2 separate regions of the Bombyx mori genome follow, and region 2 is linked to region 1. A link is a contact called in public Hi-C data. All regions are on one chromosome and are shown on one strand. Each heading gives the region's core, a stretch centred on a gene start, on an enhancer-like site or on the middle of the called end of the contact. The rest is flanking DNA. Distances are from core to core; before and after follow the strand shown. Region 1 holds the start of LOC101741876 (tetratricopeptide repeat protein 14 homolog). Region 2 overlaps LOC110385726 (a long non-coding RNA gene).

Region 1 (7,615 bases), core at 2,676-5,175:
CTTAGAGGGCCAGGGCTTGGGCGAGATCCGCCTCCCTGGACCCCGCTCGACGGGGGCGGGCCTGTGCATATCTCACGCGCCCCGCCGCCTCGTTTTGCGAGATGGTGCACTCGCAGAAGTCGAGCATCGCCTTCCACGACTCGTCGTCACCGAGCATCGATGCCAGAGCACTCGGCAACGACAAGTCGTTTCCTATTTTTGCGACGAGGTCACACCGTCACCCCTCCCATGCGGGGCAGGCGACGATCGTATGCTCTGCCGTTTCCAAGTCGCAACCACAATGGTGGCACTCTGCCGTCGGCTCGGCTCCGATCCGGTGTAGGAACTCACCGAAGCAACCATGCCCAGTGAGTAACTGCGTGAGCCGGAAAGTGAGGCGTCCTCTTTCACCCAATTTACAAGAACCGGGCGAATCGCCTCGACGGTCCTATGACCAGCCGAAGGATCGGCCAGCCGCCTGGACCATGACTCCAGCACGGACCGCCGAGATTGGGCCCTCCGCGCTCTGACCACACTGGGGCTGGGACGCGCCAAGCCCCGGGCACGAAGGTTAGCCCGCCACTGATAGTCAGCGGCGAGCGCCTTCGCCTCCAGGACCCAAGGCGGCGTCCCAGCCAGCACACACGCCGCCTCGAAAGAGATGGTGCGATAAACACGGATGATCCTGACCGCGATGGTGCGTTGCGGCCGTTGCAGCAACTTTGCTACCCCCCACGGCCAGTGACTGGCCCCACGCGGGAGCCTCGTATAAGGCCATTGACCGCATCACCCCCGTATGGAGATGGCGCGTCACCTGGTCAGGCCCCCCGATGTTGGGAAGAAGCCAGCTTAACGCGCCGGCCACCCCCAACAAACGAGGGACCAGGTTCTGAAAGTGAACACGGAAGGTCCAACGACTGTCCAGAATGAGGCTGAGGTACTTCAACTGCACCCCCGACCCGATACGGACGCCCCCAACCGCGATATGGGCATCGACAGGTGGCACTCTCCGGGGCCTGTGGAACCACATGGCCTCGGATTTACTGAGTGTCACGTCGAGGCCCAATCTCCTGAATTTGCCGATGACATGCGCCACTCCAACGATGGCAAGACGAGCAAACTCAGCAAACCCCCCCCGGGACACGACCAGCGTATCGTCTGCGTAACAGATTACGCTTAGGCCCGGGAGGAGGGCACCTCTCAGTACCCAGTCATACCCGATATTCCACAAAAGGGGGCCGAGCACCGACCCCTGTGGAACATCGCGCACGACCGGGAGCCTGTGCACGATCCCACCGTGTCCAGTACACGTGACCGATGTGTCCTCCAAGTAGGAAGCCACCAGTCGGCGAAGGTAGGGGGGCACTCCGTGTCTTACCAGGGGCATTTTTTTAAATAAAAGAACACTTATTGCGGCATAACTATAATAGTTAGACATGTGCTGTCGCGACACTTTTTGTAAATAATAATGTTTTCTACAAAGTCGTAGTATATTATTTTATTCTATCATCAATAGTTTTCGTAGGTATGCGACGTAAAGAATATTTTAGGAATTTTTTTTTACACCTTGGGTTAAATTATTGGAGTTTTAGTAAGGATACCTAATTTTTTTCAAAAAATATTATAGTCTATGTCACTCGGGAATAGTGAAGCTTCCAAACAGCGAAAGAATTTTTCAAATCGCCTTTTTTTTTCGGAGCCTATTGAATACAAACAAACAAACAAATCTTTCCTCTTTATAATATTAGTATAGATGCTCGATACGACGCTGACTTAGGCGGCGGTTTTTATTTGAACCAGTTCTAAATTATAAACTAAAATTCTATGAAAAATTACCCATAAATATAATACGAAATGGTATTAATTTATTTTTCGTAGTTTCCTTCCTTCTTGTATCGATAATCCTCAGTGCTGAGGGTCGTGGCCTCCTATAATAACTTTCTCCTGCATCATCTTGCGCCATTCCTGCCTTTCCTCGGCTGTGTGGATAGCAACGTGGACTGAGATATTGAGAGTGGAGCGTATTTGGTCCGACCAGCGCATTGGATTTCTGCCTCTGTGCCTTCTCCCGCATACCTTGCCTGTTACCAGCAGCTTTTCTAGATTGTCACCTCTCTTTCTGGCGATATGTCCAAAGATCTCGAAACTTCTCCGCGCGCATGTAGTGCTGAGGCACATTGGAATCTTGAGCTCGGTAAGAATGGATTCGTTGGTTCTGTGTTCTGTCCAACGAATCCCGAGCATTTTCCTTCAGCACCACATCTCAAACGCGTCGATACGTTGGGGATCGGCTTTCTTGAGGGTCCAAGTCTCTGCGCCGTAGAGAAAAATGGAAAAGACGAGGGAGATGACGAGCTGCTTTTTGGTATTCCTCGAGATGTTTCTGTCCGCCCAAACACGGTTTGGGACATAGCTCTCTTTGCCATACTGATTCGCCTTCTGAGGTCCTTTTCGGAGGATCCATTACTAGCTGTGACGGAGCCCAGATAAATGAAATCCGACTTCCAGGTTTAGCTTATTCGTAGTTTAATAAGTTATTATTGTTAGTAGTATTATTTACTAGTCGAAATATAATTTTTTAATTATCTTATGATGAGAATCTTATATTAATGAGAAAGATATTCAACAAAAATAGTTTCGTTCTAATAAATTATCATAGTAATAGTACAGTGAACTAGCAATTTATTTTGGTGATTCTGAATTTAAACAAACATATTGATGAGAACAATTCATTTTTACTTTGCAAATTTGTAAATACACGCTCTGTAGCAATGTACGGACATATAATAATATGAAGAAACAATAATAGCATCTACAAATACATAATTATGTACTACGTGGTACTACATTTACTAAAATTAATAACAACATTTATTAATTAAATTAATGAAATTGTGGTTTTAAAGTTTTAGGCGTGTATAAAAAATGGGGGGCGCTGAAAAGTAATTGATTTTCAAAGGGGGCGGTAAAAGAAATAAGTTTGATAATCACTGAGTTAAATGAAATGAAATGAAGATGATAAATTTGAGACATTAATCAACTGGGATGAAATTCAATGAAATGAGATGAGATTATATGAGATAAAATATAAACTCAGTAAAATTTAGTGAGATTTTTTCAGTGGACTTTTTGGAGGATCTCGTGAAGCTACGTCCAGCGGCTTTGTTTCATTTTCCCACACTTGCGCACTTTCACAAAAAATTAAACAGTTAATAAACCACCGTCATTACACATTTAAAGCTGAAGAAACACTAAATAGACAAAATAAAACAAATCACACACCTTTACTCCTCGCGTTCCACATAAAATAAATAAAGCTTTTACCTTCTAAAGATTAGGAAAGAAGTACCGTTCAAAATAAACATAATCATATTTTTACTCTAATGTACTTTCAGTGGCAAGCCGACCTCCATTCCGGGGATATCGCGCATTCCCTTCCAAGTGGTATCCGAGTGAGGAAGCTGGAGCGTGGAAGAGCAAGCGAGCTGTAGGCAACGGCTTGGCTGACCCTGGTATTGCTAATGTCCATGGGCAAGGGTATCCACTAACCATCAGGTGGGCCGTATGCTCCTTCGCCAAGAGGGGCAATAAAAAATATAAAAAGGCCTTCGTACAGTTTGCTTTTCGCTGGGAGGAGGTTAATCGGGTGGTATTTAGGATGAAGTTTAATGAAATGAAATAAAACCGAGACTTCAATAACTTTTAGGAAAAATCCGAAAGTCATGTTCATCCACTTTGTTTCAGTTTCTCACACCTGTGAACTTTCACGTACACTAAAGGGTTAGTAAGCCACCATTGCAACACATTTAAACCTGAATAAATACAAAATTAAGAAATAAAAAAATTCATACAACTTCGCTCCTCGCGTTCTCGCCAAAAGGTCCCTAACCTAAATGCTAACATATTTCACCATAGACAAAAATCGTAAATAATCTCTACTCTATTTAATTTTAGTCTGTGCTTGTACTTAGGAGCGTTTCCTCTATGTAAAATTCATTGGTCGCCATTTCGCTTGATTATTGAATAGGTTTTTTCTCAATCATTATAACATTGACTGAATTTTTTTGGAAACGTAACAACATAACTTCGTGCTGGGAAAAAAAGAGTAAGTAACAATAAAAACATATCTTTCAAATAAATTTCAAAAGTGAAAAATGTAGTTCATGCAAAATGGCGTCGTGCATTTCACTCTCGCTTTTTCTGGTAATGTTATGCCGCAAAGTTTCTAATTTTCCTAAAATTTTGTAGATTTAAATGGATCCTTTATTGGATGCGTCCTTAGTGGCGCAGTCCATAAATTATCATGGACAGCAGTTACAAAAAACGTGGGAGTCTGAGAGAGGAGAAGATGATTTAGCTAAAATCGGCGTGGGTGCTTTAGACTTTGCTGTATACCAGTCGAGACATAAGCACCTCACCTTCCAAGATCGTAGCAAGAGGTTGAAATTACATCAGTTCATAGCTAAAGAAGCTGGAGCTTTATTTGATTCTTCCTTACTGGAGGATACTCCTTCGTCGTCAACTAATGGGACTGAGACTCTAGTGCCCGAAGACAGTAAGTATTCGTAAAATAATAAACCATGAAAATTTTGTCCTATTGTTTGCATTAATATACCATAGGTAAAGGTTTACACGATATTGCTATGGAAACCAATTTAAAAATGTATTGAAATACCTATGGTTTCCTGTAATAATGAATTATTTAAAAGCCGTGTAAGAGAAAAATGTTTTTTTCATGTTGGTGTGAAATATGTAATTGTTTTCTACTTACACATATATAATACTACCTCTATTCCGTTATTAGTGCCTTTGTCAAGCTTATGAAGAGATCTTACTGATTATCATCTTTGATTGATTAGAAAACAGCCCTGAATACCCAGCAATGTAATCTGAATTATGATTACCCAAAATACATAAAAAATATGTGGTCTATGATGTCACCACCACTTAAGTGTGAGAAATCCTTAGAGTTGACTCCCACACTCATTTAACTTCAAAATGTTAATTTTCATTCAACATCTATTTGTTCTTTAATAAAAACTTATCAGCTTAGAAATTACACAAAAATTTGCATTACATTGCCAAATTAGCTGAGAATGCTCCTTTATTTTTCCCAAAAAGGACAACTTTTAGATTAATACTTAATGCAGTTTTGTAAAAGTAGCCTTAACTCTGTTGCCAGTCTATTGACAGTTTATATAGATTTACATAACCTTTTTAGAGACATAAATTTCATACATTTCATTTGCATAATATTATATCTGTATTTGGTTAGATTTACTACCTACACAATATGATTAAGTAAATGCAAATACATCTTGAACAAAATTAAATGTGGCCGGTATACATATTTAATAAGCTTAATATGATGGCATGCTTACTTCTCTAACTATGGAGGAAAGATAGTTTAATAAATTTTATTTTGTTACAGATTTGTATGCATTGATGCCTCCATTTGAAACATTTCTGAATGTGGATAAAACAGCAAGATTAAGACACTTTTTTGATGTAAGTATTTACAGTAACATCTGAAATTTTCACATTTCAAGAAGATTTTGAAGAAAAAAAAAAGTATTAAAAATAATTGTTTTCCATGTCTCACAAATGGATTTTGAGAAATCTTTCAATAAGTTGTTCAATGTCAGAAATTCTATTTACAAATAATGGCTTTAGTCTATCTTGTGTAAAAATGAAAATTAAGTCTGGAACTTTGGAAATGAAATTATTGATTAAGAAATGACAAATTCATTATTAAACTTTGCAACACATCATTTTTTCACTTTTGTACTGAAACATTGAAATGTGATTACAATGTCGCTTATGTACAGAATGTGAAGACTGGTGAGCTGATCATTGGAGCTGTAATCAACAGAACTGCGTCAGGGATGATGCTTAAGGTTCTTTGCACAGCAGGACCCACTTCCAGATATGTAGCCGACATTAATGTCAAGGTAAGTTTTTTTTTTTTTCGTTACATATTGTTAAAATTCTTGATCATACATGTCATAGAATGTGATGTACACTTAGATCACGAGACATTATTTACAAAAACAAAAACATTGTATGTGAAAAATTAATCTTTATTATCAGACATATAATTTTATTCATTCTATAAGTGATGTGAGCTATGTATTAATTTAAAATAACATGCATGGGAAAATGTCTTGTGTCTGAGATATTGCATCATTTAGCTATGATGTATCATGTACATCAAAAATACATTAAACTTTTGTATAAATTTGATAAAATGTTTCCTAAATTAAGAAGATTTAAGATAGTAAAGTAAGTAATGAATATGTATTGTCCAACAGTTTTTAACAAAGTAACTCCTTTCAGTGAATGATCATGGACTGAAAGGAGTTACTTTCAGTCAAAATGATGGTTTGAGCCTTGAATTACTGTGAGGAAATTTTTAGGTTTCTGTACATAAAACTTCATTTAACCATCCTGGTTCGTTTTACAATACATGTATATCTAATGTATATGTGTAACCTTACGCAAAAATATACCTACTACCCAATTTAAAGAAGAAAGGTCCTAATCACAAGGAGCGTTTTCCTATCATTCTTAGTCATTTCAAAAATTAAAACTATTTATTTAATGGTCATTGTTTACACATTCTTGACAGCTCAGAAATGGCATGACACAATTGACTGATAAAAATAAATAAAATAGGATGGGATTGAAAAACAGCAAAATCTAATTTCATTCAATTACACATGTCACTTGGTGTGTTGGATATCAGTTGTTGTTGTAACTATCCAAACTATGAATAATTAGTAAAAACTACTTTTATGTAGACTTCAACTTCAGGTCTCAAATTTTAATTACTACTTAACTCTAGAAAGGCTTGAGAACTCTTCAAATAAAATGTTTGTCAATCAGCTAATTCTAATGAAGTCATCCTCCACTACCACACTAAAACAAGATTCAAATTACCTAAGGAAATTAGATAACTTGTTAAACTGTTCTGATTATGTTCAGCATCAGTTCAGTCCAGGGTCATGACTGTTTGGCTGGTTAGCTATTTCTCAGCCTGAGCCCTGTGAGTCTACCAAACTGCAAGTAGCTAGAATAGCCCCGTGAGGCTACCAGCAATTAGGTAGAAAAAAAGGTTAGATAATGAAATAATACAACCATATTAACTACAGCTTATTTTATGTTAGAATAGTTTAATACTATATTATAATTATAAAAAACATCATATAAAACAAACTATGTGAAATAAACTTTTTTGCAGGCTTTTTTACCAGTAGGAAATATTATTCAAGCTGTTGACAAGAAAAATGTGTCAAGAAACTACCTGATGAATGACACTGTTTGCTGCGAAGTCATAGAAGTTATTCCAGATACAGACAAAATGGTTTGCGGCATGAAGGGTGTGACGCGAGGGCCCGATGATCCCCCGCCTAAGCCTCCGCTCGGCCTCCTGAGTACTGACGACTTCCCCTTGATCTACAAGTATGTATAAAGATTAATTTATCTTTTTCAAATAATCACCAATACCCTACACATTGCAGGTTTTGTTACACATGTTTGTTATTTTTGTACCTGTTTATTTATTGTAGTAGAAGTTTTGAAATTGATGTATTTTGTGTATACATAATATTTGAAGACTTGAATAATGGAGGATACC
Region 2 (7,615 bases), core at 3,661-6,160, 55 kb before region 1:
TTGTTTTTTTTATGATCGTCTTATCTAACACTGTTTACAAGAAGTACTGACCATTTCAGAAAATCTTCGAACCAGTCTTGCAGCTGCAGCCGCGCCCACAGGAGAAGAAAGCCGAAGATGTCAAAGTTACGTATGGTGGCAGAGACATCCTCAATCTGATGGCAAATCTCACTGACCCGAGATGGAGCTATCGTGCCACAATATTGCCACCAAATAATCCTGCATTGTTTTTCGCAAATCGCTCCCAGTATCATCGCTTGGGACCATATGGAACTCGCACACAGTATGTAAAAGACAACTGCCGTCTCTGTGGATTCACATGGGTTGTGGCTGCTACAGATTGATGTGATTTTCTGTCACATTAAATTTCGAACAAACATTAAGTTGAAAGGGTACAACTGGGACACATCAGGCTGCATATCAATGTTTTTATTTATTCTGACTGTCACATTTGCACTTCAGAACCAATGACTCAACAAACAATGTTCAACAGTTTTTACAATTTTACCAAAACTGTCCATAATTAGTGTTTTGTTTAGAAAGGGCAGTGATAAAAATCAATCATTGTATTGTTTGCTCACTTATCAAAATTTATTTACTTTGTTTACATTTATTTTGAGATGAATCTTTATTTCATTGTTTGAATTGTAGTTATTGGTTTGTGACTATCCTACTAGTAGTGTCTGTATGCTTTCCTGCTGTGACCCAGTTCTACAGATGACTGTGGAATATGTGGCTATTGTTTCTCACGTTAAAGATACATTTAATGTGACTTAATACTGTGATCTTAATTTAAACAAGACATTTTTGTACAATTTCATTAAATAGAAACACACAATGGACATGCGAATTAGACATAGTTTCTAATCACTTTTTGGATTGTGTGATAATTAGGCTTAATTTAAAAACAACAATATTTCTACTTGAATATTATGCCAAAAAAATTTACATTTATTCCAAATCAACATTACTAGCTCCCATTTTCAATTAACTTAAAAAATCATTTGCTAAAACATATCTCAAAACTCAAATTATTTTACTGTTGAAATTTTAAAATAATATATTCATTTTATTTTATTCTACACTTAGTTCCTCTTAGAAATGTTAATGAATTAATTTTTTTTTATCCAAAGAATATTATATTAACAATAAATTGTTAGCCACAATTTAAATTGATTAGTATAAAGGACTTGTTCAGCTCATGGATTCCAAGTCCGGGTACTCTTAAAGCAATATTTAAATTTTAGACATAAACTTACAATAACATGAGCTACTTCCCACCATAGTGTGTAATAATTATTGTTTAAATATTGTTTTACTCTATTCATTAGTTTCTAGATATAATTATTAAGATATATTCCACAGTCATTTATCAATAGGATTGTCATTGTTTAAACCAAAAGGCTGCTTCTCGGATGTTATTTAAATTTACGATTTTGACGAGATAGGCACGAATTTAAAGCCAAGCTGTAGGTTAATTTTTAAGGTCTAATAACGATTGTTGGATTTTACCGTCCGAGCATATTAATACATAAAAGTGATGACATATAGCTATGATCTAGACAGTTCCCAAAAACTCCCTATATGACTTGATGAGAAAGCTTGAACACCTCATTTAATTATATGACGAGCCCATACAAAACATAGTCAAATGGGTTATCAGTGCATATCATCACAAATTAATGCAGTGATTAGATATTCTAAGGTATTAGTAGTTGTTACAGACCGTTTTAAAACGTTTGAGTCATTGAATTGCCCAGATACTGGGTTCCTAGTGAAATTATAATAAGTGTCGTTACAGACTGGCAATATCTCTATGTATGTGCATATATAATATTAATGTACTATTCATGGTCTCTTTAATTTAGTCAAGGTATTTAATAGTGTGAGTCTCTTGAATAACATATAAGTAAATGTATAACATACTAACTAAATTAATCAATAATTTAATTGATACTGTCCTCCTGTGCAAGTTTAGTTCTACTATGTTGAGATCAGCTTTAAAATTTGAACTGGACTTTTTGTACACTATTATTATTAATGTTGACATATTTCCCACAAAGTTATTTTTATAAAGATAAAATATTGATACGAGACAATACATTATATAGTTCTCCAAATTTTCTTTGTTATAAAAATGGAGTTCGCTTGACGGTCGGCAAATTTTGGAGGGGACCAACATCCGCACATTTTCTTTTTATGTTTTGATGACCTATGTTTAAAATGTTATGACCACAACAACAGTTTATAGAGATCTACATTAAATTATACTTTATTTTTAGATGGAGTCATAAATGCAAGTCTGTTTTTTATGTGTTTGTACAACGAACTGGGCTATGAACACAAAAAAATTATAGTTAAAATGTTAAACAAATTGTTTATTTATATATTTATTTATGATTCAGTGTGTAATGACTGAACATATAGCATAGATCTCAGAATGCAGCTGACATGAGTACATACTTAATGCCTGTTTTAGAAGGCACCTCATATGATAACTGTTTGCGAATAATGAATGTATAGTTCTGTTGAGAGGTGTCTTTGCTTGCCTAGTGTGCTATATCCTCAGTCACGCGCACTCGCACGGTTGTTATTGGTTATAATGAAATCAATGTTGCATTCAGATTATTTTTAGTTTTTATCATTATTTTGTGACAAAGCTGCAATCGCATGTAGTTCAAAGGAAAGTATTCGGAGCGAAACGCACAGATGTAGACTAGCTGTTGTTGTGCATGTCTCCTAAGTGTTAGTTGTGATGTAAGCGCCGCGAGGTGCTGAGGTACGATGCAATATTTGCATTCCAGTTTTGTGTTTTAAGTTTAGCAGCCGAGGGTAGTAGTTGTTAATGTTTATTTAAAATCACATTGCCAAATAATTTGGGTGTTGTGCTATTATTTATTTAACAAGAAAATCGAAAATCAATTTATTACTTTCCATCACTAATTTTATTTGTTTGATCGAGAGTGAATAATTAAAGTTGTATACTAAATGATTTTACAAATGTTTCAATCATTACAATTTTTATGCATTTTAAAATGTTTAGTCAAATCAATTACATGATATTATTCATAATAATATTTATTATTCTATGTATTGTTCTCATGTTATTTTATTTCATTCAACTGTAGTCAAATGACAGTATTTTTATAACAAAATTGTATAAGGATGAAGGGTTCAGCCAGAGAACGTCTGCATCCGGTGTTGCTACGCTAAATTTGACGTAATAAATGCATATCGACACCGATGTCGCACGTACTTCCGGCCTGTATTACGTATATCTGATAAGCATTATGTAGGTTTAGCGAAATAGAAATAACTCGGGAGACGAACTCCAGGCACCAAATCTTATTGGTTCAATGTTATTCTCGTATTATGGTGATATAGTGCGTCGCGCTCGGCGCAGAGCTCAATATTTTTAGTGACCCTTAAGAAAATTAATACCTCTTTTGAAAAGAATATAATAATTATTACATAGTATATTCAATCGATGATCACATATTATGTATTTCCCTGTTTATTTTGATGTGATATCATAAATGACTGATCTGAATTTAGTTTTTAAGTTGGTTATCGATGTGCAGTGCTATTTCGAGAGTATAATTAAGATTTAATATTGAAAAGTGCCAATGCTCGTAATTTAATCTATATGACTGTTCCTTTAATGTAGCTGTGACAGCTCGACTCCAACATCGGAAGAGAGCTCGTCTCATCTTGTCCACTTCAGTATAATATTATTAAGCAACTTCCTTCTAACGCTAAGTATATCAAATGTTAATGTTTGTAACGAACCACGTAACGTGCACAATCTCAGTAATGCTTGCAATATTATGTATAAAATGTTTTAATTCCTCAATTTAATTTAATCCAGCGTAATGTTAAGAGTACAATATTTAATGATGTTATATCATTCTAGTATCAAAATTAACCGAAGATGTTAATATTATTATTATTAGTTAGGTAAAATTTTAAACTAGCTTCGTATAATTGGGATGTTTTAGTATTTAGTAGTGTATAATTACTACGTAGTGGCAAGCAAGATGTCTCGTGTGTGATGTGAATAATGTTAGTGGCAATAATACTCGATGTAAGCTCCCTGCCAAGAGAGTTGTACAGGGTCGCGAGCATACACAACTGAAAGATAGACACTAGGCGTTTATTTGTTGTAATTATAATAATAGCCGTAGGTATTTTATCGTACTTAAATAATTATTCTTGCGATGCCTTAATTCTGGTTGTCAATTAGACACGTCTCTGCCTAGAGTGTTATCATTGTTTTTATTTATTTTAGTTTTTGCTGTTCCGGCTTCCTCCGTGAACTTCCAGTCCAGGCTGTTCTTTTAAAATAATTTTGAGGTCGATTTATTTTTACCTAAGTGTTCTTATTAAATGTTACCAAAATGTTTTTAATAAAATATTTTTATATGTAAGAATGTGTTTTCATTTATATACCTATTAATAGTAGACAAGAATACTGATATATCGTGATTCGACTAAAGCTAAACATCGCTCGCCTACGTCGTTTATAAATAAATTTAATGATGTAGGAGAGCAGAAATAGATTGTATTTTTTTAATCTTACAATTGGAATAATTTATAAACGATAACGCGTAAGGTGATCACGTTTTGATATCATAGGTCATTTATCTTTGGCTTGAAGCCAGCAACAAATAAATTGATACGATGCTAACGAATTGCGAATTAAACATTTGGGAAAATATTTAAAGGTTAGAAGTTAACAAAAAAGAAAAAATACTATTTGCTAGGTATTTGCAATTATCCGTTTGTTTTAATACGTAATAAATTAATTTCGCCCGAAAGTCAAATTTACCACCATATTTATCTTATTTTGTGCACCACCTGACCCTCTAACTCTACCTATGTTCATTGTTTTCATTGACTACTTGATAATAATTTAGTTATTTATGTAAATTTTCAAACAATTTTCATTTTCTCTTTGTTATATACCCAAAGAGACCATACTCGCCCTTAGCAATTAAAATCAATAAGTACTTTGTCAAATTAACTAACAAAGTACAAGTACATTTTTATACTATACATACAATATTTGCAATGCAATCCCAACAAAATGGCCGACATGTACAGAAGCGCCATCTGGTTGAAATAGTTCAAAACCAAAGTACACGTTTAAATGGGACAATTTCCGTCAAAACGAGATAGCGCCATCTATACTTGACTTGTTGAAAATGCCTCGACCAATCCTAGATGGCTCTGCTATGTATGTTAAGATTATTACAATGAGCTTATAGATGACGCTACTTTCTTAAGGCTTGGCTTTTCATACATTAATTTCAAATTTTCTTATTATGACTATAAAGATATCCAACAATTTAAAATTTTTATTATATTGTATTTGGAGGTGTGACTTGGCTCTGTCTGTGGGATGCTGATAACTAGGAGAAAGGGTGACCACGGTGAGCAGTAGCCTCACCTACCAGTTAGATACCTACGTCTATTTAATATTACTAACATTTCTCCTATTCAAAATTATTTAATTCTCTGAACAGTTTTGTATTAAGATCTATTTTTATTGTATTCCTGTCTACATTACTAGATCAAAATTATATTATAAAAATATCTAGAATCGCTTTAGTTTATACATTTTATTTATTATTCTCTGCTGAAGACGGCTGTGTGCTCATTATGAGCTTACTTACTACTAAAACTCAAACAACTCTGACGTCATCGCCTGACATCATCCTTGAGACATCCATTGCATTGCATGCAATCTTCCTCTCACACCGGAACACGAATTTGCAGTGGAATAAATAAGCTGCACTGACAAGTTCTCATCCAATGTTTAGCTTCCTTAAATTTTTTAATGAAGAATTATTTGTGTCACGTGGACTTTCCCAGTTTCACCAGGACAGGTGGGCGAGCAAAGGCTTAGCCCGGAGCGAAGGGTTTTGCTAATAGCAGCCCAAGCGCCTCCGGAGGACACCTATCAACCCAAAGGCAGCTTCTTCGCGAATGAATCTACCACCTAATCGGAATCGCGACCCGCTGAAAAGATCCAGCGAGAAACTCAGCGAGCTGATGTATGAGTTAGGTAGCATGTTGAACTCTGCCGAGTTCCTTGTGTACGATTACCAGAGTCCCTAAGCCGGCTCCTAGTGTTAGAGCAGAAAGCGTCTAGTTCTGAAGTTAATGGATCTGATGGATCTGTAAGGAATTGTCTAAGGCATCGACGGTGACTGGCTCCTCCGTGGGCAGGAGTCGGGGAGTAGTCAGCGGCGGCAGCGATAAGACGATTATCATGATGCATAGCTTACCAAAGTACCGTTCTGACGCTGACCACAGGAGTTTCCGGTTCGATTCGTAATTAAGTATCAATGTTACTGAAACGGTCTTTCTGGAAAGATCCATCAAGGAACAGTGCTTCACGGCAGAAATAGGCAGGGGGCGGTGGTACCTACCCGTGCGGACTCACAAGAGGTCATGCCATCAGTAAAAACAGATGCCCTAGATAATCGATTCACATCAGGCTGGTTTCAACTTTGAAGCCCACGCGTCTCGAACTACTGATGAGGCTTTTACCAATCGATTAAATATACCTATATAGTCATCCTCATGATCGGTAGATCGGTTTTTGTTTCTGTTGAAAGTTATAGATAGGTTATTCGTGAATAATGAAAAATACGATCAGTTTACATTTAATCAAACATATAGGATTTATTGAAAAGGATTACGTTTTGAGAAAAGTCCTTGCGCCCGAGAGAGTCGTCAATAAGTAATGACCTTAAGGAAACAATATTTATTTTTATAATGAGGCCTGTACTACTTTTCCCACGCATGGGATTTGTTTTTGTAGGCCTGACCGTAGTGTTCGAGAAATTCTAATAAAAAACGCTGCGTTATGACTGCAATCCGCTTCAAAGCCATTAGAGCCAAATGTTGAAGTGACAAAATTATAAAACAAGCTAATCTTACAAACTACGATTCAATTTTGTAGTTGTTTCTGTTAGTATATCAAATACTAAAGTCCAAAGATCTCATGTACAGATAATTCATCAAAGTACATCGAACCATCAAAAGTGAAAACCTTGTGAGCCTGAACGCCCCAACGTCGATCGATATCCGACGAAATTTGCGACAAAATAACATTTTCACCAACTAGGCATTGTTCGAAATCATAATGGAATATGAATTGTTTTTTACTCCGTAATAACCGCAGCAATGATGTTTTTGTTTGGAATATCCACTTTTGTGTAGACATAATGGGTGTATTCATTCAAACGGCAGAAACTGAAAAGTGTCCTTTATCAGGGGCACAATGGGCACGAATCAAAGAAATCACGAATACCTACAGAGAACTGAAGATGTTCTCCGGTGTTGAATAAAAGCGGGATCGTATCGCTATTGTTGCGATATCATTTTATTTGTTAAACGGTTATTTACATTTCGCGGTATTAATGTAAGGAAAATTTAATTATATTGTAACACAAATAATTATTTTCACAGTTTTAAATATATATTTTAATCCCTATGGAATCCCATCGAGACGGCCGGGCAACACAGTCACCGACACCCTCAACACGTCATTTCGGATCCTCTCGATCGACTCTCGGTGTATTTCATGTATCGGTCATCGTTCTTG

Evidence for each region. Hi-C and Micro-C count contacts between places; a contact is called where the count stands out from the background.
Region 2: a contact with region 1 is called in a Hi-C map of whole pupa, with 2.5 times the contacts expected there. The contact joins the enhancer-like site here to the promoter of LOC101741876 in region 1. A contact is called at or near these places in 2 of 7 Hi-C or Micro-C datasets (middle silk gland and whole pupa).

The regions. Positions count from the first base shown.
Region 1 is chr4:4,860,842-4,868,456 of ASM3026992v2, reverse strand. LOC101741876 (tetratricopeptide repeat protein 14 homolog) reads left to right here and starts at 3,925. Exons shown (of 18, transcript XM_021350008.3): 1 at 3,925-4,084; 2 at 4,228-4,534; 3 at 5,411-5,487; 4 at 5,808-5,930; 5 at 7,220-7,440. The coding sequence starts at 4,234.
Region 2 is chr4:4,916,591-4,924,205 of ASM3026992v2, reverse strand. It overlaps LOC110385726 (a long non-coding RNA gene), which reads left to right. Exons shown (of 3, transcript XR_009972901.1): 3 at 60-4,427. Among protein-coding and RNA genes, the nearest start is that of LOC110385726, 4.9 kb to the left of the region's middle. Within about 2 kb of position 4,910, at least 8 of the 8 cell types and tissues checked have open chromatin away from gene starts, as enhancers often do.